7 separate regions of the Mus musculus genome follow, and all the other regions are linked to region 3. A link is a contact called in public HiChIP or PLAC-seq and promoter capture Hi-C data. All regions are on one chromosome and are shown on one strand. The core of a region is the stretch at or near the end of the contact, and the rest is flanking DNA. Distances in the headings are between cores, read along the strand shown. Region 1 overlaps Gm15286 (a long non-coding RNA gene). Region 2 has its middle 19 kb from the start of Mcidas. Region 3 holds the start of Ankrd55 (ankyrin repeat domain 55). Region 4 holds the start of Mtrex (Mtr4 exosome RNA helicase). Region 5 holds the start of Mcidas (multiciliate differentiation and DNA synthesis associated cell cycle protein). Region 6 holds the start of Cdc20b (cell division cycle 20B). Region 7 overlaps Plpp1 (phospholipid phosphatase 1).

Evidence for each region. Promoter capture Hi-C pulls out the DNA fragments that hold promoters and counts their contacts. HiChIP or PLAC-seq counts read pairs in DNA pulled down with a chosen protein or histone mark.
Region 1: a contact with region 3 is called in a promoter capture Hi-C map of hematopoietic stem and progenitor cells, with 2.7 times the contacts expected there. The contact joins the enhancer-like site here to the promoter of Ankrd55 in region 3. A contact is called at or near these places in 14 of 39 promoter capture datasets (the 3T3-L1 cell line, the HPC-7 cell line, the SN4741 cell line and 9 more), 1 of 115 datasets of contacts at active chromatin or transcription factors (large pre-B cells) and 4 of 9 other capture datasets (adipose tissue, embryonic stem cells, liver and 1 more).
Region 2: a contact with region 3 is called in a promoter capture Hi-C map of hematopoietic stem and progenitor cells, with 2.4 times the contacts expected there. The contact joins the enhancer-like site here to the promoter of Ankrd55 in region 3. A contact is called at or near these places in 11 of 39 promoter capture datasets (the 3T3-L1 cell line, 3T3-L1-derived adipocytes, the C10 cell line and 7 more).
Region 4: a contact with region 3 is called in an H3K27ac HiChIP or PLAC-seq map of embryonic stem cells, with 4 times the contacts expected there. The contact joins the promoter of Mtrex here to the promoter of Ankrd55 in region 3. A contact is called at or near these places in 11 of 39 promoter capture datasets (the 3T3-L1 cell line, 3T3-L1-derived adipocytes, the C10 cell line and 6 more), 2 of 484 Hi-C or Micro-C datasets (B cells and regulatory T cells), 1 of 115 datasets of contacts at active chromatin or transcription factors (embryonic stem cells) and 1 of 9 other capture datasets (pancreatic islet).
Region 5: a contact with region 3 is called in an H3K4me3 HiChIP or PLAC-seq map of stem cell-derived neural progenitor cells, with 6 times the contacts expected there. The contact joins the promoter of Mcidas here to the promoter of Ankrd55 in region 3. A contact is called at or near these places in 5 of 39 promoter capture datasets (3T3-L1-derived adipocytes, the C10 cell line, the HPC-7 cell line and 2 more), 3 of 115 datasets of contacts at active chromatin or transcription factors (embryonic stem cells and stem cell-derived neural progenitor cells) and 1 of 9 other capture datasets (embryonic stem cells).
Region 6: a contact with region 3 is called in a promoter capture Hi-C map of liver, with 5 times the contacts expected there. The contact joins the promoter of Cdc20b here to the promoter of Ankrd55 in region 3. A contact is called at or near these places in 12 of 39 promoter capture datasets (the 3T3-L1 cell line, 3T3-L1-derived adipocytes, the HPC-7 cell line and 6 more), 4 of 15 datasets of contacts at CTCF or cohesin (embryonic stem cells, large pre-B cells, pro-B cells and 1 more), 19 of 484 Hi-C or Micro-C datasets (B cells, CD4 T cells, the CH12 cell line and 6 more), 7 of 115 datasets of contacts at active chromatin or transcription factors (CD8 T cells, T-cell acute lymphoblastic leukemia, embryonic stem cells and 1 more) and 1 of 9 other capture datasets (embryonic stem cells).
Region 7: a contact with region 3 is called in a promoter capture Hi-C map of trophoblast stem cells, with 3 times the contacts expected there. The contact joins the enhancer-like site here to the promoter of Ankrd55 in region 3. A contact is called at or near these places in 11 of 39 promoter capture datasets (the 3T3-L1 cell line, the C10 cell line, the HPC-7 cell line and 6 more), 4 of 484 Hi-C or Micro-C datasets (the HL-1 cell line, bone marrow-derived macrophages and embryonic stem cells), 1 of 115 datasets of contacts at active chromatin or transcription factors (embryonic stem cells) and 2 of 9 other capture datasets (adipose tissue and macrophages).

Annotation. Positions count from the first base shown.
Region 1 is chr13:111,639,001-111,641,767 of GRCm38.p6, reverse strand. The region is part of intron 3 of Gm15286 (a long non-coding RNA gene); the gene reads right to left. Among named protein-coding and RNA genes, the nearest start is that of Mier3, 46 kb to the left of the region's middle. Within about 2 kb of position 1,292, at least 60 of the 459 cell types and tissues checked have an H3K27ac peak or open chromatin away from gene starts, as enhancers often do. A contact at or near this core is called in the HPC-7 cell line and hematopoietic stem and progenitor cells, where this site is marked.
Region 2 is chr13:113,011,753-113,014,651 of GRCm38.p6, reverse strand. No RefSeq gene overlaps it. Among named protein-coding and RNA genes, the nearest start is that of Mcidas, 19 kb to the right of the region's middle. Within about 2 kb of position 1,406, at least 103 of the 459 cell types and tissues checked have an H3K27ac peak or open chromatin away from gene starts, as enhancers often do. A contact at or near this core is called in hematopoietic stem and progenitor cells, liver and pre-B cells, where this site is marked.
Region 3 is chr13:112,286,543-112,289,737 of GRCm38.p6, reverse strand. Ankrd55 (ankyrin repeat domain 55) reads right to left here and starts at 1,287. Exons shown (of 11, transcript NM_029898.3): 1 at 756-1,287. The coding sequence starts at 810.
Region 4 is chr13:112,926,068-112,929,171 of GRCm38.p6, reverse strand. It overlaps Mtrex (Mtr4 exosome RNA helicase), which reads left to right and starts at 1,792. Exons shown (of 27, transcript NM_028151.2): 1 at 1,792-1,942. The coding sequence starts at 1,815. Dhx29 (DEAH (Asp-Glu-Ala-His) box polypeptide 29) reads right to left here and starts at 1,492. Exons shown (of 27, transcript NM_172594.3): 1 at 1,199-1,492. The coding sequence starts at 1,379.
Region 5 is chr13:112,991,992-112,995,168 of GRCm38.p6, reverse strand. It overlaps Mcidas (multiciliate differentiation and DNA synthesis associated cell cycle protein), which reads right to left and starts at 1,301. Exons shown (of 7, transcript NM_001037914.3): 1 at 1,181-1,301; 2 at 985-1,081; 3 at 721-812. The coding sequence starts at 1,297.
Region 6 is chr13:113,033,921-113,036,785 of GRCm38.p6, reverse strand. It overlaps Cdc20b (cell division cycle 20B), which reads right to left and starts at 1,407. Exons shown (of 12, transcript NM_001281487.1): 1 at 1,345-1,407; 2 at 1,010-1,072. The coding sequence starts at 1,407. It overlaps Mir449c (microRNA 449c), which reads right to left and starts at 803; the gene lies at 695-803.
Region 7 is chr13:112,860,451-112,863,293 of GRCm38.p6, reverse strand. All of the region lies in intron 4 of Plpp1 (phospholipid phosphatase 1), which reads right to left. Among named protein-coding and RNA genes, the nearest start is that of Plpp1, 61 kb to the right of the region's middle. Within about 2 kb of position 1,278, at least 59 of the 459 cell types and tissues checked have an H3K27ac peak or open chromatin away from gene starts, as enhancers often do. A contact at or near this core is called in the HL-1 cell line, adipose tissue and trophoblast stem cells, where this site is marked.

The sequences.
Region 1 (2,767 bases), core at 43-2,542, 650 kb after region 3:
TTCTCTAACCCCTAAGCCCTTCTCTTGGGCCTTTTGACATACCAAGGAAAGAGCAACAGGGAGGGATATTTGAAATTTGCCTTTCTCCCAGAGAACAGAAGGATACTCTGTGTGTCTTCTCTCTGGAGCAGGGACTGTGACTATTCCTGAAAGTCCCACTTAGATTTTGTACTGGCCAAAGGACTTGATTGCAAATGATGGGAAAAGATTTGGAGTCATTAAACTGGAATTTATTATCACAATATCTGAAAAAAACTCAGCCCAAAAAGAAAGGTGGAGTCTCTGGGTCCCCAGCCAAGGTCATGTCAACCTGGTTGGGAACGAGGCAGAGGCAGAGGCAGAGGCAGAGGCAGAGGCAGAGGCAGAGGCAGAGGCAGAGGCAGAGGCAGAGGAAGCAGGTAGATAGATCACTGTGGGTTTGAGGTCAGCCTGCTATACAGATTGAGTTCTAGGCCAGCCAGAGCTACATAATGAGACCCAGTTTTAGAAAGAAAGAAGGAGAGAGAGAGAGAGAGAGAGAGAGAGAGAGAGAGAGAGAGAGAGAGAGAGAGAGGAAGATGAAAGGGTACATTCTAGATTTCCTTTCTGTGGCACTTTGAGAGTTACTGATGTTGGTTGCTTAGCAATGGTGGCGCATAGCTTTAATCTCAGGGCTCAGGAGGCAGAGGCAGGTGGATCTCTGTGAATTCAAGGTCAGCCTGATCTACAGAGCAAGTTCCGGAACAGCCAGGGCTGCACAGAAAAACCATCATGGAAAAACAAACAAACATGAGAATTACTAATATAAAACTGCAGTTCTCTCTGCTTTCAACTTTCCCGTAGCTTGGATCTACTTTTTATTTGAAAGTTACCAAATCAAACTAAACCAAGATGAAAACAGAAAACAAGAACAAAAACCAAAGGACTTATTTTTTTGGCTCTGTCCATGACCCTCTGATCCAAGCCATGTACATAAAGCCACAGGTGAGATGACTGTCAGTGGGGTTTAATTTATGCACACAGGAGGCAGCTGGTGAATCTGAAGGCACAAAATAGAGTTTAAGCCTGAATGAGGAGCACATTATGCAAAAGAGCCCAGTACATGATTGGTTTGTGACCCTTCATTTACTCAATAAATATTTACTGTGTGTCTGTCAGTATAGGATTTGGGGTGATAAGACAGACACTACCTACCTCCTCATGAAATGTACTGTGAAGTTAAGGAGATAAATAATTACAAACGATTGGAGAAGTGACTGTTTGGCTGTGGTGACAGTAATTACCACAAAGGAAGTGTGTACAGTGGGGTCTGAGATTGCACAAGCGGCACCTACCGCCAGCTCGTTTTCTTTGTCTCAGGCCTTCGGTATTTGCATATAGTATTAATCTGTACTTTGTTAAGCTTGCCCCTTACCTACTGCGCTAGCTTTATCTGTTCAGTCCACCCTCTTCTCCTAGGTTCTGGTGAATGACCAGGCTTGTGTTACTGCCATGAATCCAGAGTTTACAATGTTCAAAACTACCTTGCTATGCTGCATCTTGCCCTGGGCAGAGCTGGTTACGAGAGTTATGACTCTGGATAATCCAGAGAATATTCTCCTGATTCCCTTCACTTCCAAAGTGGATCTGCATTTTCTCTATGATGCAATAAGAGAGACCTCCGTTAAATCAGTGATTCATGGTCCACTCCTGTCCAGAACATTCTCTATTCCTGTCATGGGCAGTGCAGGAATTTTCATAGCCCCACTGAGACGGTGCCTATATTGGTTCATTTTCTGTATCTATAACAAAATGCCAGAAGTCGGTCATTTATAAAATAAAGAATTTTATCTGTTACCCAGTCCTGGGAGTTCAATGGCACAATGCTGGCATCAGCTGAGCTCTAGTGGTGGATAGCATCCAATTGTATGGGGTGTGGGCAACATTGCATGGCATGTTTATCTATAACATATCTCTCAAAAGGATTAACCAGGGAAGGCTAGTGAGATTGATCATAGGTTAAGAGCACTGGCTGGGCTGGTGAGATGGCTCAGTGGGTAAGAGCACCCGATTGCTCTTCCAAAGGTCCGAAGTTCAAATCCCAGCAACCACATGGTGGCTCACAACTACCCGTAATGAGATCTGATGCCCTCTTCTGGAGTGTCTGAAGACAGCTACAGTGTACTTTACATATAATAAATAAATAAGTAAATTAAAAAAAAAGAGCACTGGCTCCCCTTGTACAGGACCTGGTCTCAGTTCCCCAATATGTTCATGACTCCTCATAACTGTCTGTAGCTCCAATCCCAGGGGATCTGACACTCTTTTCTGGCCTCTACTGGCAAGGTACACATGTGGCCTATAGACATAGCTGCAGGCCAAACGTCAATACAAATAATAAATAAATATTTTTTTAAAAGAATGAGCCAGGTTTTCCTGAGAAGCACATTGGTCTTTTCTGAGGGACATGTCCCCATTTGCTTCCCACGGGACCTTCCTTACATTAGAGGCTGTGTATCATACCCTCACGCTAAGGTAGTGTAGAATCTTCACCTGCCCAACACATGGGCCTTTAGGAGACACTCTCAAACTGTATGCACACTGTGGCAATCCCTCAGAAGAAATGCTAATTGTCAGGCTTTGGATCTGCTACAGTCTCCTCATTTTGAAAGCATCAACTTTTCCTCAAACACACATGGCCGAGTATCTACAGTCCCGACAAGCGGAGATGGTGCCTACAATCTGGCCTTGATTTTCACCTTCTCGTTTTTTTTTCTTTCAGCTTCGTTTATGAGCAAAGATACCTCCT
Region 2 (2,899 bases), core at 157-2,656, 720 kb before region 3:
GTAAACAGGTTGTCTGGTGGCTCCTTTAAAAAAAAAAAAAAGATTGATTTATTTATTTATGTATGTATATGAGTGCACTGTAGCTGTATTTAGACATCTGAGGACAGATCTCATTACATATGGTTGTGAGCCATCATGTGGTTGCTGGGAATTGAACTCGGGTGCTCTGGAAGAGCAGACAGTGCTCTTAACTGCTGAGCCACCTCTCCAGCCCTGTCTGGCAGCTCCTTGTTGTGCAGAAGTTACAACAAGCCCACATGAGGAACCTGATGAACACACGTGGCCATTGGCAGTGATGGGGCCAGCGGCAGTGAGGACATGAGTGACGAAGGTGTATCCATCATCTGGTCATCCTTGTCCAAACCGCCGTGTGCTTGTTGTAGCAAGCTTCATGGTCCTGTTGTGGTTCTGGTGTGGTTACTTCAATAACAGTGCCTTCCTTCTTCCTACTGACAACACCATTTCTGGTAGGATCGTGGAAGCTGGAAATAAAGGTGATGGGCTTGTTATCCTTCCATAGCATGCGTGCTACACTGTCCCAGCACAGAAGGCCAACTATGCTCCTGCTTTCTTCAGTGATAATGACCTAGAATGTTCACTGGCCCTTTATCATCCACACTGAAGCTTAGATCCACAGTTGGTGCCACAAAGTTCCTAGTCTGTTGTGTCCGGCCAGCAGACCACAACCTGGGTTCTAGCCTGGAAAGGCATTTTGGAAACCTGGAAGAGAAGAGGGGCTAGGTGGCGAGAGAAAGGAATGTAGCCAAGACAGTTACTCTGATCAAGGCTCAAATTTTATTGTTGCGACACTAGTTATGAAGGAAGGGGGAGGGGACCCGATTCCCGCCAAATAATCTCTGGTCCAGTAAAAAGGTGCACGTGTGGCTCCGCAGGTTCCAGCAGTGGGCGTGGCAGACCGAATGAGCAGGAAGCTCCACCCCTGAGCAAGCAGGTTTCAGGCTGGGGGAGGGGAGACTACACTAGTCCACCCCTCCTCGATGGCACCAGAATCTCCCTCTCACTTGGTTGAGGGCCACGGGCAGTCCCCACCCACCCCCACCCCCACCCCCACCCCTGGCTTCCAACACCCTGTCTTTCATTTTCAGAATCACCACTTTCACTTTTACTCAGTGCTTCATCAAGGAAGTTGTCACTTAAATCAGAAAGAGAAAGGAACTCCTTGCTAAATGCTCCCTCATCAGACGCAGAATTCTGTAAGATATCTGTCACTTGTTGAACTGAGTAGCGAGTTGACCATTTGCCTGCTGAAGCGCTCAGCTCATCAATTGCTCGCTTCATGGTCTATCCCGTCCCCCAAATCACTTCAAAATACAACCAAAACAGACATTCTCAATAGGCAGCCGTTTGCAGTCAGCTGACGTCACGCTAGTGCGAGACTTAACAGATTGGGTGTTATTTTTAGCTCTTAGCAACAAGGCATCTATTTCTACCATGCCAGAAACTCGGTATTGTAGACATTTACATCATTCCCATCCAGTAGGGTTAAATGAGTTATCAGTACATGAAAAGTTCCAGAAGAGACATAAATGCATATTACTAAGGGAAAGGAGCTGAATGTGTGAGGCTAGGCTGTATGACTTCAATTTCATAAAGTTATGGAATATGTACAACCATGAAGACAGTGGAGAAACAGAGATTATTGAAGATTGGAGGGGCGGAGGGATTAGTAAATACCTCACAAGAGCTTGGCCAGGGCTCTGAACCACTCTGTATACTACGGTACTTGGAGAGAGCTGTCAGAATGCATTTGCTCCAAACCCGTGCACAGTGCTGAGCAAGAACTTGAGATGGTAACAGGGATTTGCCAGTTGCAGCAAATGTGTCTCTCTGATGGGAGAACCAGACAATGGGAGAGGCTGCACACATGTCTGGAGTGCGGAGATACACGGCGCTGCTCTGCCTATACCTTCCACTGACTTTTACTATGAATTCAAAATTACTATAAAGCTCACACACTTTTTAATCTCTCTCTCTCTCTCTCTCTCTCTCTCTCTCTCTCTCCCTCTCCCTCTCTCTCTCTCTCTCTGACACACACACACCAGGAAAAGAGAATTTGATTTTTTTAAAGCTATATAAACAGTGTAATTAATATCATAAAGTCTCTGACTCTTAAATTTTTCCTTTTAAGATGACTTTGTATAGCAAGGGCCACTGTGTTGGTATAGATGGGAACTACTGTTGATTGTCTCTAGGGCTTTGAAGTCACTGAGGAAAAACAATATTTCAGTGAAGCACCAACACTTTGCCACTCAGTCGGTAAAACAGCTCCTACATTTTGCACAGGAGAAGGAGGAAGGGCTGTGTGTCAACTAGTTGCCGATGTCTGTCCTGCCAGTGTCCGTCCTACGTCCTTCCACAGCCCACAAACCAACTGTGCATTTGTGTGAAGGATCTTACTTGCTTCTCTCAGGCAAGTTCAGTTCTTCTAAGCTTGAGGGCTCAGTTCACTGGAGTCACTAGCTGGAACACAGATATTACTCATCGCCAAAGTTTTATTTTACCAAGTTGTGGATCTCCTCTGAGACTCATCAAAATTGCTACTCATCAAAATCTTTCAGCCCCTCAGTCCTAAGTGTAGTTTTCTCAAAAAAAAAAAAAAAAAAAAAAAAAAAGAAAAGAAAAAAACAAAAACCCAAAAAACAATAGACTCTGTGATGGGCTTGGCTTGCACCCAGAATCTCTGGAATCTGACAAGGCAGCAACAACAGAAAAGATGCTGAAGGGATGGCTCGGCGGTTAAGAGCGCCTGCTGATCTTCCAGAGGACCTAGGTTCAATTCTCAGCACCTACGAGGTGGTTTCCAACCTTCTGTAACTTCAGTTCCAAGGGATTCCTTCTGGCCTCCCTGGGCATGGCATACACAAACATACAGACAAAA
Region 3 (3,195 bases), core at 38-2,537:
TAGATGCCGTACGTTTCATTAAAAGGCTCTGGGAAGGTCTGCTGTATTTAAAGTGTGGGAATTCCCCTCCATCGTACATAGAAAAAATGGTCTAATTACACAGATGACAAATACATGTGTGGAGGCACACAGCACATGCAAAGCCACACTCACACAGACTGACAGGCTGTGAGTCTGATGATGGCAATGAATCTCACAGCCTACTTGGCCCGTGGAAGGATGACTTTCTGTATGCAAATGAAGGGTAGGGGGAAAAAACCCACTCTGCCATTGCAATTAAATAATACAGTATTAAGTCACTGCACGGTCTTGAACGAGGTGTGGCATCAGCAGGACCCGTCTGTGGGTCAGGTCTCTCTTGGAGGGGAATCCACAGTGCCTCGTGATGGCTGAAGTGACGAAATATGAGATTTACGGGCTGAAAGAGGCCCGGTATGCATTCTGATATTGCTTTCTCTAACATACTTTATGACATGACATAAAGATGATACTATCTAAAGTAGCTGATATGTCTCAAACCAAAGAGTAGGACTAGGAATACATCCGCAAGACAGAAAGCCCGTAAGCTTTTTTTTTCTTTTCTTTTCCTAAAAGCTTATCAAGTCCTTACCAGGTTTGTTTTCACACACACACACACACACACACACACACACACACACACACACACACACACACACTCACACACACACACCTTTCCTCTTCTCCTTACAAACTGGAAATCTCTTCGCCATTGGAGTGGTAAAACATCGTGTTACCTTTGTGCTGATCAAACACAGAAGAGGTGCTGAAATCCATGGTAGCCTGTCTCATCGTTTACCATCAGAACGGCAAAAAAAACCCAGTCAGGGCTCTGGAGAGGAGAAAACACCATTTCACACACTGCAGCCAACGTCAGTCAGCTTCAGCATCGTTGGCGTCAGCTCCCGTTGTAGAATTAAGTGTGTGTTAGATCTGCCGGGCGCCTTCAAGGCTACCTTTGCAAAGACATAAAAAACACTCTTTCTGCAGGGGAGGAAGTGTTACTCTCAGAATCCCATTCACCATCAACACTGACGTGTGAGTATTATATACCCTTCCCCCAAGCAGACAGACAAAACATCCCAAACCCTAAAATAAGACAGCCTTCACGGGGGTGCCTGCCTTGGATCTGGGCCAGGAAAATGCTGCAGATCTCAGAGCTTCGGCTGAGGCGACTGGAAGGTCGCTTTAAACCAATAGAAACCTCAATGAGTGAGTGAGATTCACAGGGCCAGACGGAGCATGTGCAAAGCCGCCAGCGCAGACTGCGTGCTGGCTGTTTGTTCTTGGTGGAGTGAGAACTGCATTTGGGTCATGTGAGCAGAGACGGGCCATCTCAGTGGAATAGGATGTAAATATTGTAGCAGGAGGCTGCAGTCCACGTGCCCTGCTGAGTAGTTATGCACTGCTGCTGGGGGTGGGGGGATGGGGGGAGGTTCAGGCTCCCTGCAGTGACCTCCTCCTGTCAGAGAGACTTTGAGGGTGGGCAGTGAAAGGTTGAAGGTCAAGGTTCAAATATCTGTGCAGACTAAATCAAACAGCCTGCAGTCACAAGGCTGTGCCTTACTGCATTCTGCATGAAGCCTGACAAGTCACCAGCCATACTGCTTCGAGAAGCAGTCAAATAAATTCATCCTCTAGGGTTAAAAACCTGAGGGGGAAATCTTGCTCTTATTTGCATACGGTGGTACTGTCTATTGCTAGGGGAAGACATCTGTCTAGTTCGTTTGTGTTTTTACAAAATGAAGACATTTCCTTTGTGGTTTTGGCTTTATATCTATATGTGTGCACACCTGAGCGTGTATATGTCACAGGTCCATCAGGAATCTCTTTTCAGGATCACCTTCCTTGTTTTTTCCAGAGAGAGTCTCTCCCTGACACCCAGGCCTTGTCCGGGTGCCTAGGTTGGCTGGCAGGAAGCCAGGATTCTCCTATCTGTCCTCCAAGAGCCTGGGTGGTGAGTGATAGCACCTGGCTTTTTGTATGTCACTGATCATGGCAACTCCCTTTTCTTTTTAACTAACAGATATTTGATTTTAGACATAGTGCTGGAAATGTTTTCTTTTTTTCCTCTGCGTATGGCTATATTAATACTTTTTTTTTGTAGTACAGAGATTAAACCCAAACATTATATACTAGATAAGTGGTCAACTACTGAACTACACTCTTAGTCTTTACATTTGTTTTGATATAGAATGGTCTAGTCTATGTTCTGTGTTCTTTTGTAGGCAGTTCTCTTTTATCTTTTGACACATATTTTCTACTTGCCTGTCATTTATTTTTCATAAAAAAGGGCCTCACATCTCTATGACAATGCTACCACTCACTAGTAATATCACTCACTCACAAGCACTGTTATTCACCTCACAGAACCATGACTCAGCAGTACTGTTACTATGACTCAGCAGGACTGTTAGTATGACTCAGCAGGACTGTTATTATGACTCAGCAGTACTATTATTTACCCAACAATGTTATTCATCGCTATTCTTTTCCACTTGGGCTCCTTCCTTTCAAAATACTCTGCAGTATTTGATTTAAAAATACAAGCAGAGGCTGGAGAGATAACTCAGTGGATCAAGTTGTTGCTTTAGCATTTTTAGAGTCCAGGATGTGGCAGTTTGACTGTCATCTCAGTGCTGGGGAGGTGGAGACAGGATTTCAGGAGCAAGCTGGATGGCTAGACTAGCAGTGAGCTCTGGATCTGATGGAGGGACTGTGCCTTAATATATAAAGGGTGAGCAATCAAGAAAGACACTCATGTCAACTGTGGTCCCTACATGTGTATGCTGAAATGGTCACCCACACATATATATATACCACACATATATATACCCCACAAGCAAACACACACATCATGCATACAGAGGAGAAATACAACACATTGTTGACAGATGAGCTAGGTGGTGTAGGACAGCAGGACTGGGAGAAGAACAACTGCTGAAGTCAGCCTTCTGATACTCTAGCCTGTTGCCTGGAGTGTTTCCAAACCCACTGCTATATGGAACCAGGGTGGGCTCAGTGGTTTGTAGAATGACTCCTGAAAAGATATACACGCCTTAAGCCCCAGAACCCATGAACATGACCTTGATGGCAAACTGAGTCTGTTCAGCTCTAACGACATAAAGGAGCTCTCTTTGAAATGTGTCTCAGTGGTTTCTATTGTTCAGAGGAACA
Region 4 (3,104 bases), core at 543-3,042, 640 kb before region 3:
TCCAAGCTTTTTTTTTTTTTTTTTTTTAATATGAGTACGCTGTAGCTGTCACTGTAGCTGTCTTCAGATACACCACAGAAGATGGCATCAGGTCTCATTACAGATGGTTGTGAGCCACCATGTGGTTGCTGGGAATTGAACTCAGGACCTCTGGAAGAGCAGTCAGCGCTCTTAACCACTGAGCCATCTCTCCAGCCCCCTCCAAGCTCTTTCTTAACTCAAGATCTTGGGAATGTTATTCCTACCATGCTTTACAGGATTAACTTCTAGACAGCTTCTAATTTCAGCTCAACTATCACTTTTCATGACTCCTCACCATTGGGGGGAAAAAAACCGAAACAAAACACCCTGCTAAACACTCATGGGCATGCTCTCTCTCTCTCTGAAGCTTAACAACTATAAAGCACGACTGTCTGTGTGATTAGTAAATTAGATTCCTAAGCTGCTCTGGAGCGAAGGTTTCCATTTTTTTCGGTCTTATTATCACCAGTCAGATGCTTGGTATTTATGTATCAATAAGCACATATGCTTGCAAGTTTTTTGTTATAGAAAAAAATTACTGCAAGCAAACAGATCAAACAGAACAAAACAACATATAATTTTGATGTTTTTGAAACTAGCTGAAAGAGTGGCCGTAACTAATCACCTTCAAGTTATCAAATCAATCTGCAGGGTAAGCAAAAAAATGCAAGGATTTGACAAGCATAGAATTTTACTGTAAGTCAATCCAGTGTCCAATGTGTAAAGTGTGGTTATTCTTAGGAAACACTGACTTTTCTGGAACATACAAGGATATTTATGTAGATAGATGCTGAAGAAGACATTAAGATCTGACAGAACATGGAGCTGCATCAAGCCAGAAGCACTTCCCTTAACAACTCTCTTAACTAGCGGAGCGGCTGTTCTGACAGCTCAGAGTGGATTCCTGCTGAACAACAGCAGATGCCATGACTCCGTTCTTAGAAGGAGAAAGAAAAAAAAAAAAGAGTGAGTTAGAAAGGCGAAGCCACGCTGTAACAGAGTTACTTTTGTAACTTTAATGGCCAAAGGCCCTTAGACCGATCTACAAGGCCACCCCACCCACTGCTCAGGTGTGGAAGATGTCTAAGTTTGGATCTCATCAGCTCACGTTGTGAGTCTTTGCTGGACAAGAAGCAGGGTCTGAGGGCAGAAGGCTGGGCACTGGGTCAGGGCTTACCTTGCTTCACTCGGGGCTCCCGGGCGCCGGTGGGGACGGCGGGCGCCGGCCTGGCCACCGGCTTCTTGCTCTGGGCTTCCCCAACAGCTCCGGCCTCTGCACTTCTGGCTCTGGAAGCAGACACGGCGGCCCGCATCGCCGCAGCTCCCGGCGCCTTGTGTTTCTTATTTTTGCCGCCCATGTTTCAGCTGCAGGAGAGTAGTCTTCCAGATCCAGATCCCCGCTGCGGCACAGCAGAAGCCCGAGAGCTCTTCACGTTTGCCGGCTCCCACGCCTCCACCCAGCCTCCTCCATCCGGGCTCCGCGGCTGGGGCTCCGGCTCAATTGGCCCGTGTCCTCAGACTCCGCCTCTCGGCTCCCGGGAGCGAGCGGCATGGCTGCTGTCGTGCGCCACTGGTCGCTAAGTTTTTAGTCATTGAACTGCCGGACTCGCAGTGGTTGGAAGAGAAAAGGGGCAGGACCCAGACTAGAAAGGAGAAAAGTCACGCGGGGCTCAAGGCTCGCTCACTTTTGACTCCTCCGGGCCACCGTCGAGTCCCCCCATTCGGCGTCACTGTAGGGTACGGTCGCGGGGCCTCTTGGGTAGGAGGGAGATTCGGTCTCAGAGTTCCGAAAGATGGCGGATGCTTTCGGGGATGAGCTTTTCAGCGTTTTCGAGGATGATTCGACCTCTGCAGCAGGAGCCAAGAAAGACAAAGAGAAAGAGAAATGGAAGGGGCCACCAGGGTCTGCAGACAAGGCCGGGTAAGGAAAACCTCTGAGCTCTTTTTCTTCTCGTTCTTCTTGTTTTTGATGCCGGTAAAGGAAACACGACTCAGACGAGGAGCACAGAAAGTGTTTGAATGGAGTCAAGAGGCTAAGGAGATTGAGGGGAAAAAAAAAAAAAACCGTTGGGGAGAGAGGAAAGGTTGATTTTGCGGGAGGGAGGGCGGTCTCGGTGTTCGTGCCTGTCCGGCCGCAGCGTGGCTTCCTTAGGCCATGCTTTGGCTGTAACCCCAGCTTAGCAGGCCAGGTACGGCTTTGCTTGCGAGGCGGGGCTTGTCACCCACAAAACCTCTCACATAGTCTTTAAGCAGCGAGGCACTAGATGAGCCAAGGGGGAAGACATGTAGGGGGTTCTTAAACCGCGAAGGCAAATCGCTACCGAAGGAAGAGATTTAATCTCCAAGTTGTAGTTTTCCCAAAATAAATTAATAATAATAATAATAATAATAATAATAATAATAATAATAATAAAGTCAGATTCAGGATATCGCTATGTAAGTTGGGCAGCCCTCGAACTCGAGATCCTCTTATTTCAGGTCCTTAGGGTTGGAATTCCCAGAGTGCCCCTATGACACTCGGTCAAACTAGTTTTCTCTTCCGTTAGCGTTTTACACTTGATGATTGATTCGGTCCGTTATTACATGAGTAGTTGCAAAGTACTGGTTTAAAAAAAAAAAAAAGCTATGTCTTTCTGCTTCTTACCTGGAATCCAGTCATAAATTAATTAATTTAAAAAATCATTGCTCTAGGGCTGAGGACATGGCCAGTGTAAAAGACAGCTTTCTGTTTGAGAATGAGGACCTAGTTTCAAATCTCTAGTACCCACATAAAAAGTGTGAGCACTGTAACCCCAGCACAGTGGGGCACAGAGACAAAAATTGTTGGGCCTGGCTGGTTGCTAACTTAGCCTCTTGGTTGTATAAGTGAGAAACGCTGTCTCAAGGGAGTAATGTAGGATGCTGGAAGTCCTCTGGCCTCCACTGTATGCTCAAGTGTAGGCGCCACACAAAGAAGACACAGAATTTCCCTTATTGTCAGTTACCTTCAGTTCTCAAGTTGAGGAATTTCCTTCACCACACTGACCCTTGGACAAGTCTTTGGAGCATTTTCTTAATTGCTGATTTATGTGGGAGGGCAGCCC
Region 5 (3,177 bases), core at 52-2,551, 710 kb before region 3:
GAAGTACCTCTTCCTGTGGATTTATCCTTCACCTGGATAAGACTACCTGTCCTTCTGGACACTTCATGTCCCACCAAAGAAGCATCAAGCCCTTGGCTTCTAAGGCACCAGAGCTGAGAGGTGCCTCTGACTGGGATGTGTCAGCGATGGCAAGATGTGGAAATTGGATGAGTTAAGATGACATATTTAGAAGGAAGGGGAGGGGGAGTCTCTCTTCCTCAAGACGGCAAGAAACTAGAATTTTGCGGCGAGCAGAATAAGATTTTTTAAGCAGCCAGATGCCCAACGTCCATCTCTGAAGATGGACCGTTTTCCACTAGCTTGTTTACAGAGTCCTTTGTCCGTTTCCCCCAGTGACTTCCATACTTCTTTAGTACCCATGAAATACAAATGGTTCCCGAGGGCCTGGAAGTGGGTGACAAACAAGACAGTTATTCTATTCACAGCTCCTCGGCCCACCAGCTCCAAATTGCCTTGTTCATATGAATGACAAGGGGCCCTGCAGTAAATGTCAGCCAGACCGGCTCTGGAAACGAGAACTTAAGCACATACTACAAGGGAGGGGAAAATTGGGGTCTAGGAGGTTTGGCTTGCTGCACTCTGCTCAATGCACCTGTGCTCCCAGTCCATCTTGAGACCTTTGAGGAAATAAACCCATCAGTTTTCTGGTTGGGTGGTTGGGTCGATAGTTGGCTGTGATCCGCTCAAGGGAAAGAGTACCTGCGACGCGGACGAATCACCACTAGGAGACGCTTCGGTTCCGAGCAGCGAGGTGCAGTCGGCGAGGTCCTGCAGGTCTATGGTTGTGAGAGCTGCGCGGGGGAGATCGGGAGACAGGCACCCAGCGAACCCTAAGCCTCTGCCAGGTCGCCACCAGGACCCTCAGTGAGGACCTCGGAACCAGGGGGAGAAGGGGCTGCGGACCGTGTGCGCGTCACCCACCCGGCATGGATAATCGGGTTGTGCAGGTGCCTCGGGGCTCACCTGGCAGTGGGGCGGGCTCTGCGTCCGGAGGGTCCTCGTACACCGCCACCGGGCTGCCGCCACCGCATCCCGAAAAGGACTTCCACGAAGGAACGAACTGGCCAGGCACAGAAACGGGGGATGCACATGGTCAGCGTTCGGAGCGCCGGGCTGGCAGACTCTCCCAGAGCCAGGACCACAGCGGGAGGATCCCCACCTTCCTCTCCGGCTTCCCGGGCTTGCCGAGGGTCCGCCGCGACAGGTCCAGCATCCTGTTGGGGCAGATGCTGTCGAAGGCCCGGCGTCCGGCTGCGCTGCCCTCGCACGCTTGCATCCTGGGATGAAGACCCACACCCAGTGCCGCGGCACCTGTCGGTGCCTGAGGCGGGCGACGGCGCGTGGAAGGGGCAGAGAGGGAGGGCCTGGAGGACAAGGGCTGTGCGGGAGGGGCGGCTCGCGCCTGAGCGCCAGAGGTGGCGCCTTCAGCCCGGGACAATCTGCGCGCGGGCGGAGGCGTTAACCAACCTGGCAACCTGGCTTCCCCCGGGAGCTGTGAGCGCGGGGCCCGGGCCCGCGAGCGCCCTTTGGCGCCGCGGCATCTTGGCCGCGCCAGGCGAAAGGGGGCGGGGATAGGAGAGAGAGCGCAGATGCCACCACCGGTCCCTAGCCTTCCAGTTTGCGGACCGCGGGGATGAGAAAAGTTAGCAATTCTTTGATTTTCTTCTTCCCACTCTAAAGACAAAGCATACAATAAATGTGGAGTGACCGTCGCCAGACTCCCGGAATTTGCCTATCAGGTTCTAGTAGGGAAATAAAGGGTTCTCCCAGGTCAGCCTCTAGATTACAGAAACTGCCCTTAAATCTGAACAGTACTTTGGATTTTGACGTATGGATTTCATTTGATCTCTCATTCTCGCCTACTGCCAAAGCTCTGCTCTGTACTCTAGCCTTGTAACTTTCCCGGAAATGGTGGTGCCTAAGCACATCTTTTTTTAAGGATCAAGAAAAGTGACAGTACTGAAGCAGAGTACTGAAGCCAGTTTGAATCTAGCTTGAGCTGCGTGCTGGCTCATAGGCCAACCTGCGCTAAAAGTGTGTCTCAGGGAGGAAAAAAAGAAAAGGAGAGGATAGGAGAGGGGAGGGGAGGGGAGGGGAGGGGAGGGGAGGGGAGGGGAGGGGAGGGAACGAACATTTATTCCAGTATCTGAAAAACCCTACTGTGGACATTTGCAAATCCCCTAAAATTCTGGTGGCTTCGCTGACTATCTCAGCATTTGGCTGTCTTCTTTACAGCTGGCCTCTCCTCCTACACAGATCTCTTCAAGTCAATTCTCTCCCAGGAAGAAGCATCTTCCAGAATCTGAGTCTACTAGAAAAAGACATCTCTCAGAATAGAGCATCTTTGGATGAAGGGACCTTTTGGGGGACCACCCAGATCAGTCCAATGTAAACAAGCATCTGAAATAGAAATTTGTGTACCTTTCTGCTGGGCACCTTGCTCTTGCCCTATATCAAGTAATATATGTGAAAGACCTTTTGATTTGCACCCATTAGCTGAATTAAGAATCAATATATTCTTAGCAGTGGTGGATAATGGGTGAAAAGACTTAGAGACACCTATTTATAAGAACTGAGTTAAGGTGTGCATCTGAGCTGTGAGGTTGTGGGGTGTGTGTGAGAGAGAGAGAGAGAGAGAGAGAGAGAGAGAGAGAGAGAGAGAGAGAGAGACCGCTCTGGCTTCCATGTGAGAACGCACAAGTATGGAGATTAAACTCCACCAGATCACTAGGCCTTTAAAATAAGGCCTACCTCAGCAGGGTTGTGAAGGTGAGTTAGCTTATGTATGTATGTACAATGGCTGTTACTTAGACAATTTGGTTTTCTTCTTCTTCTTCTTTTTTTTTTTTTAAAGATTAATTTATTTATATGTAAGTACACTGTAGCTGTCTTCAGACACTCCAGAAGAGGGAGTCAGATCTCATTACGGATGGTTGTGAGCCACCATGTGGTTGCTGGGATTTGAACTCCTGACCTTCGGAAGAGCAGTCGGGTGCTCTTACCCACTGAGCCATCTCACCAGCCCCTCCTCCTCCTCCTCCTCCTCCTCCTCCTCCTCCTCCTCCTCCTCCTCCTCCTCCTCCTCCTCCTCCTCCTCCTCCTCCTTCTTCTTCTTCTTCTTCTTCTTCTTCTTCTCCTTCTCCTTCTCCTTCTCCT
Region 6 (2,865 bases), core at 158-2,657, 750 kb before region 3:
AAGTTCAATTGAATTAGGCAGTAAAGTATCTAGAAGATAAAATAATTTGGGCAGGAAACATAACTAAAGACACAATGTAAAGGCTTTTAAATGTTATTTCTCTATAGGTGACATTAGTCACTGCATTTTAAAAGGCCAGCTATATATTTGATTTCAAGCGTCACTGATTGAATATAGAAAAATGTATGTTATCTAGAAAAATATTCAAATGGTGAGATTTTAGCTAATAATCTAAATTTAAAAGCATGTGGGCTATTTGGTGTAAAGAGAAGTAAGTGGTGCTAGAGATGTGAGTCAGATGAGGATTTAACTTTTTCATCCATTAAAGAAAGTACAGGAGCTGGAGAGATGGCTCAGCGGCTGAAAAGAGCACTGGCTGCTCCTCCAGAGAACACAGATTAGATTCTCAACACCAACAGGGCGGCCCCCAAAAGCCTGAAACTCCAGTTCCAGGCGATCAGAAGCCCTCTTCTGAGCTCCGCGGACACCACGCACACACGTGATGCACAGATATAAGTGCAGGTAAATAAACACAAGGTAATAAAAATGAGTTTCAAAAGAACACTCTTTTAAAAAGAACTGCAAGCTTTGGGTTAGAGCTTTAAGGGGCAGAAATACTATATTGGATCCAGCTTTTAGTAGCTGTCTTGAAGACACCTCCTTATCCACCAGATGGCACTATTTCCACGTCTTTGCATGCTTCTGAGTGCAGCAGAGGGTAGTGCAGCTAGCAACTGTTGGGATAAAGTTCTAACAGCCAGCTAGCAATGCACTGCCTGCCTGACACACCCACACTTCATCCTCTGTGGAGCCGGACACTGGGAAGCGCCCGCTAAGCAGGTATAAGTAGCTACATCAGTTGTGAGAATCCATTTCTTAAGTCTTCAGATTCTGTAAAGGTTTTTAATTTGTATTAATTCTCCCATAATTCCTGCAAATGCCTTCTATAGCAAGAATTAATTTGCTCGAGATCAGAATGAAGACAGAAGGGCAAGCCCAGAAAACTCACCTTGGGGGAACCTTGATTTCGCTGCTGCTTCATGCCGTTGGCGAGCACCCGCATGATGTTCTCCTTTGGAAATAGATTAACATAAGAAGGGAGAAAACTCTAGGAAAATCGTCACGGAGAGTGGGGAATTGTTTTGAATCCTGGGTTTGCTGATTCACTCATTCTTTCTAAAGCAACCAGGTATCTCCAGAACTTAAATTTCACACCGTTCAAAATTTAAACTAGGCTGTAGAATTTCATGGCATCTTTTGGTCCTTACTGGGTATTACAAACCGTACCTTCTGCAAGAAGCCCCATGGGAGGGTTGGGTCAAGAAAGAAAAGGATGGTACGCACCCACAACATCTCTTCTTCCGTCCGGATCTTCCTCCGGGCGGTGCGTTGCAGTTTCCACTCCATCTCCGAGTGAGTGCGCTGTTCCTGGACGCCTTGCCTCTCCCCCTCAGGGGCTAAGCAGGACCACGACTTCCCAAACCGCTAGCCTCGTCCCCCTAAACCCATCAAACCTGCCCTCCTACCCCCGAGACCCTCGCTCCTCCCACAGCTCCTGGAGCGTATTCCCCAGGGTAACCTTTAAAAAGCCCGCGGGGCGGCAATCAAAGCGGGAACCTCCTTCCGTCGGTCCCGCCACAGGCCAGCGCCTCGATGACGTCAAGTCTGGGGTGTCGGGGTGCTCGCTCGGGTCCCGCCCTCCTACCCGCGCCCCCGCACTGGGCCTCCCGAGCGGCGCGCGCCGCAGCGCCAAGCTTTGCCGCGAGCAGTGGCGGGCCTGAGCCTCCTGCCCGAGCCCGCAGGAGGTGCGGAGTCGGCGGGTAGAGAAGCGGGGTTTTTGGAGTTCACTGTTGTTTTCAAAAGCAAAAACGTTTCGTCCTAACTGACTCTAATCCTTTTTTTCCGTTCCCCTCTCCTTTTCTTCAACCCCACCCTGATTATCAAATTTGGACGCGTGCAGTAATTCTCACCCTTCTGTTTACTGCTTAGTGATAATCGCTTGTGAAAATTCCTGAACGTAAACATGTCTCTCAATGAGCATGTTAACTCCTCTGTCTTCAAACTCAAACTCAAAAAAGGGGGGGGGGGTGTCTAGGCTGCCGAGAAATGCGTTGACATTTCCAATTAATAAATTATCCGCACTGTCCACTTGGGGAATTGGGGAACTGGCCAAGTTCTCTTGCTGGATCTTGGGAGCTACTTCATAAGCAGGAAGTTTGTGAGAGAGGGAAAGAGCCAAGGAAAGCCAGTGAGACAGCTGACCAGGCCTAGGACTGGATCGATCATGAAATTGCTCGAGGGTCTGGAGGGACCTGGAGACGACTGACAGACAGGGAGCCAGATGGGCTGCTCAGCCTTGCCTGCCCATCTGAGCTGCCAAGGCAAGCTGGGCCATATGGCAGGAGACTAAACTGTCTGAGCAACCTAGGAGGTCCAGCAGCCAGGTTCTCTGCTCCCAGGTCCCCATCCCAAAGTGACAGCAGATTGCATTTTAACTCTAATAAGTTGTTTTGTGCATGCTGGGGCTAGGAGATTCAAACTGCTCAATAACTTAAGCCCACTCTAGTACGTCTGAAAATTCAAGAAATACCGGCTTCGTAGCAACCCAGCTCCCAGTGTTCCAATGACAACGGTTGAAAATGTGTGCTGGTAACCCCACATGAGATTTGTCAGAATGCTTGTATTAGAATATCTTTCTTACCCCACAAGAATGCTACTTTTCTTGCAGTGTGATCAAATGCTTACTCATTCCAAGCCCCAGGAAATCCCTTCTGCAAGCATTAAGACTCAAAGTGAACCATCTTTGCATGAGTCAGGTATATTGTTTAATGGCCAGTTGGAGAATGTCAACCAAAACAAGCAATG
Region 7 (2,843 bases), core at 29-2,528, 570 kb before region 3:
ACACAGGTCTGTCAAAAGCACATTGCTGCTCATAAGTTGTCTGGTCTGTGGTGATGGATTATAGCACCTAAGCACCTATCCTAAGTTAGGGTATAGCCAGTCCACACTACAATTTCTGAAATTATATTTAGTTTCCATTAAATGATATGATACCACATCTGGAAACAGACTGTTGGGCAATGCAGCTGGTTTCTTTCTGTTTTGCCTAATGGCTGACCCTGTTAATAGTGTTATGGTCTCAGGTTCCCCCACTTACCATTTTAAACTGGAGTCAAGGGGTCAGTTATCTGGGGGCTGAGGATGTCTATAGCTCAGTGGTACTTAACTGATATGTGTATGCAGGAGGGGCTAATATGATTTCTAACACTATAAAAGGAGGAAAGCTATTTTTAGAATGGAAAGATAAAAATGTTTAAAGTCTAAATATTTGACCTTTTACTGAAAAACCCCCAAGGCCAGAACAACACTAACAGCCTACTCAACACAAATACACCGAACAAGCTATAGAGATTGATTCACCTACATCTGAGAATGAATCTGGCCAGGAGAAGAGTATAAAGCAGGCATTTGGTCAGGCTTCTCTTGGCATCTCTGCCATTCATGGAGACCCTAATTTACATTTGTCTTTGAGCCATGAGTTCATCACCTGCTCAGTGCTTCTCCCCAGTTTTAAAAGATCTTCAAGAGACATAATGCTAAGTGGTCCAGGGCCAGTGCTCCATGACTACCACCACCAGGCTCAAGGAAGGCACCAGGAAGGGTCAGATAGGCAGGGGCCTGTACCTGGGAGGGGTGAGATAGGTGGGGGCGTGTACCTGGGAAGGCAAGGCTAGTTATGCACTTTTGTGGCAGGAAAGGTGTAACGGATTTTGTTACAAGCCATGATGAAACCTCAATAGGATAGATCCACAAAAAACAAAAACAACAACAAAGCCACCGATACATTTCTCAATGTCTTCTAAAGGCTACTCTGACAGTCATGCAAATCTGCAATCTTTGGAGCCAATCAAATTCAAGGATAGTCACAAAGCAAGAGCAAAGCAGCTCTGCCCTGAGTCCCCTCCAGCGCCGGACTGAGCTCAGGACTGGGCTGCCTGCCAGGGCGCAACAATAGTCAAAGGGCAGGCTCGAGGAGAAATGTTAACTAGAAATTAATATCTAAGTGTCAGGAGTCTTCAGACTTAAAATAACTGTGTCTCCACCCAAACCTGGGACTGACCTATAATGCCAAAATGCCCAAAGAAACAAGATGAGTCGGTACCTCAGGAATGTGGGAGGGAAAGGGCAGGCTGTGTTCTATATAAAGAGGAAAGCCAGGAGCTGCTGTTTGTGCAGGGCTCAACTCAAAGCCTGGCCTCTATACTAATCAAGTAAACAGCTCTACTGTGCCAAGACCATGAAACATCAGGATTTCTCCAGAAATGACTTGGTTTATAAGGAACCTATCTAGACTTTTTTTTTTTTTTTTTTTTTTTATTTATATGAGTACACTGTTGCTGTCTTCACACACACCAGGAGAGGGCATCAGATCTCATTACAGATGGTTGTGATCCACTATGTGGTTGCTGGGAATGGAACTCAGGACCTTTGGAAGAGCAGTCAGTGCTCTTACCCGATGAGCCGTCTCTCCAGCTCCTATCTAGACTTTTATCTCTATGTTAAGTGCACACGTGAGGATAAGAATGTGCATATATATATATTCATATACCATATTGAGGACAAAGTCTATGTTAGTTGTCTTCCCCTATTGCGTTCCACTTGTCTGTTTTATTTCTTGTGTGGGTGTTTTGCCTCCATGTATGCCTGTGTACCATGTGCATGCCTGGTGCCCTTGCAGGCCTTAATGGGATGTTGAGTCTCCTGGGACTAGAGTTACAAACAGTTTGAGCCACTATTTAGGTGACGGGAATCAAACCCTGTCAGGGGATCTGCAAAGCTTAGACCTTAGCAGCCCCTACCAAGGCCTCTACCTCTAAAGCGGTGGTCACTCCATATTTTTCCTACATTGAAATTACAAGAGTTAAAAGTATAAAATACAAAGCATTAATAGTAACCCAAACAGATCCTTAGGTTCATCTGAAGGACAGAGGCACTGATGCTCAGATCGTGAGAACGCCACAGACCCAGCTAGGTCTGGCCCAGCACTTCAAAAGCCAATCCGAGCAGCCCGCAGAGTGCTATGGATAAAGCCCTACGGGTGTTAGCGCCTTGCCCAGCCCAGCCCTCCATGTCCTTGTTAGAGCACAGAACATGGGCTGGTTCCTTGGAACAAGTGCTAAGTTTTCCTAATAAGATAGAGAGAGAACGTTAGAGTGGTGTTCGCTCTTAGCTACTCTGAAATGAACCCCACCTCCCGTGGCAGAGCTATACCAAGGCTTGTCTCAGACAGAAGCTCTGAGACAAACTGCTGAGTCTGGACCCCGTTGCTTCCTCACCAAATTACATTACTGTAAGAGGAAAGAAAGCCTCGCAATTTTCAGAATGCTGGATCCAAAAATTGCCTAGTAACGGCTTGAAGTTGTAGCCCTGAATGTTATATGACACCTGCAATTTTTACACTGTTTTTTTTAAAGTAAACATTTACAGTTGATTATAAATCCTGAGGTCAAATTCACTTTTATGCGCCCACTCAACATGACTCTTCATTGACTGCCTTCCAAAGCTCACACTATCCTGGAACTCACACTCCTCCCAGTGCTAGGTCACATGTGTCACTGTGCCCAACCACAATGGATTTTTTTTCTAATTTTTTAAAAATACTAATGTTGTGACCAAAGGGGCGGAAAAAAAAAAGAATCTACAAATTTACATGCATTACAACTATGTGAAAATCTATTTACAAA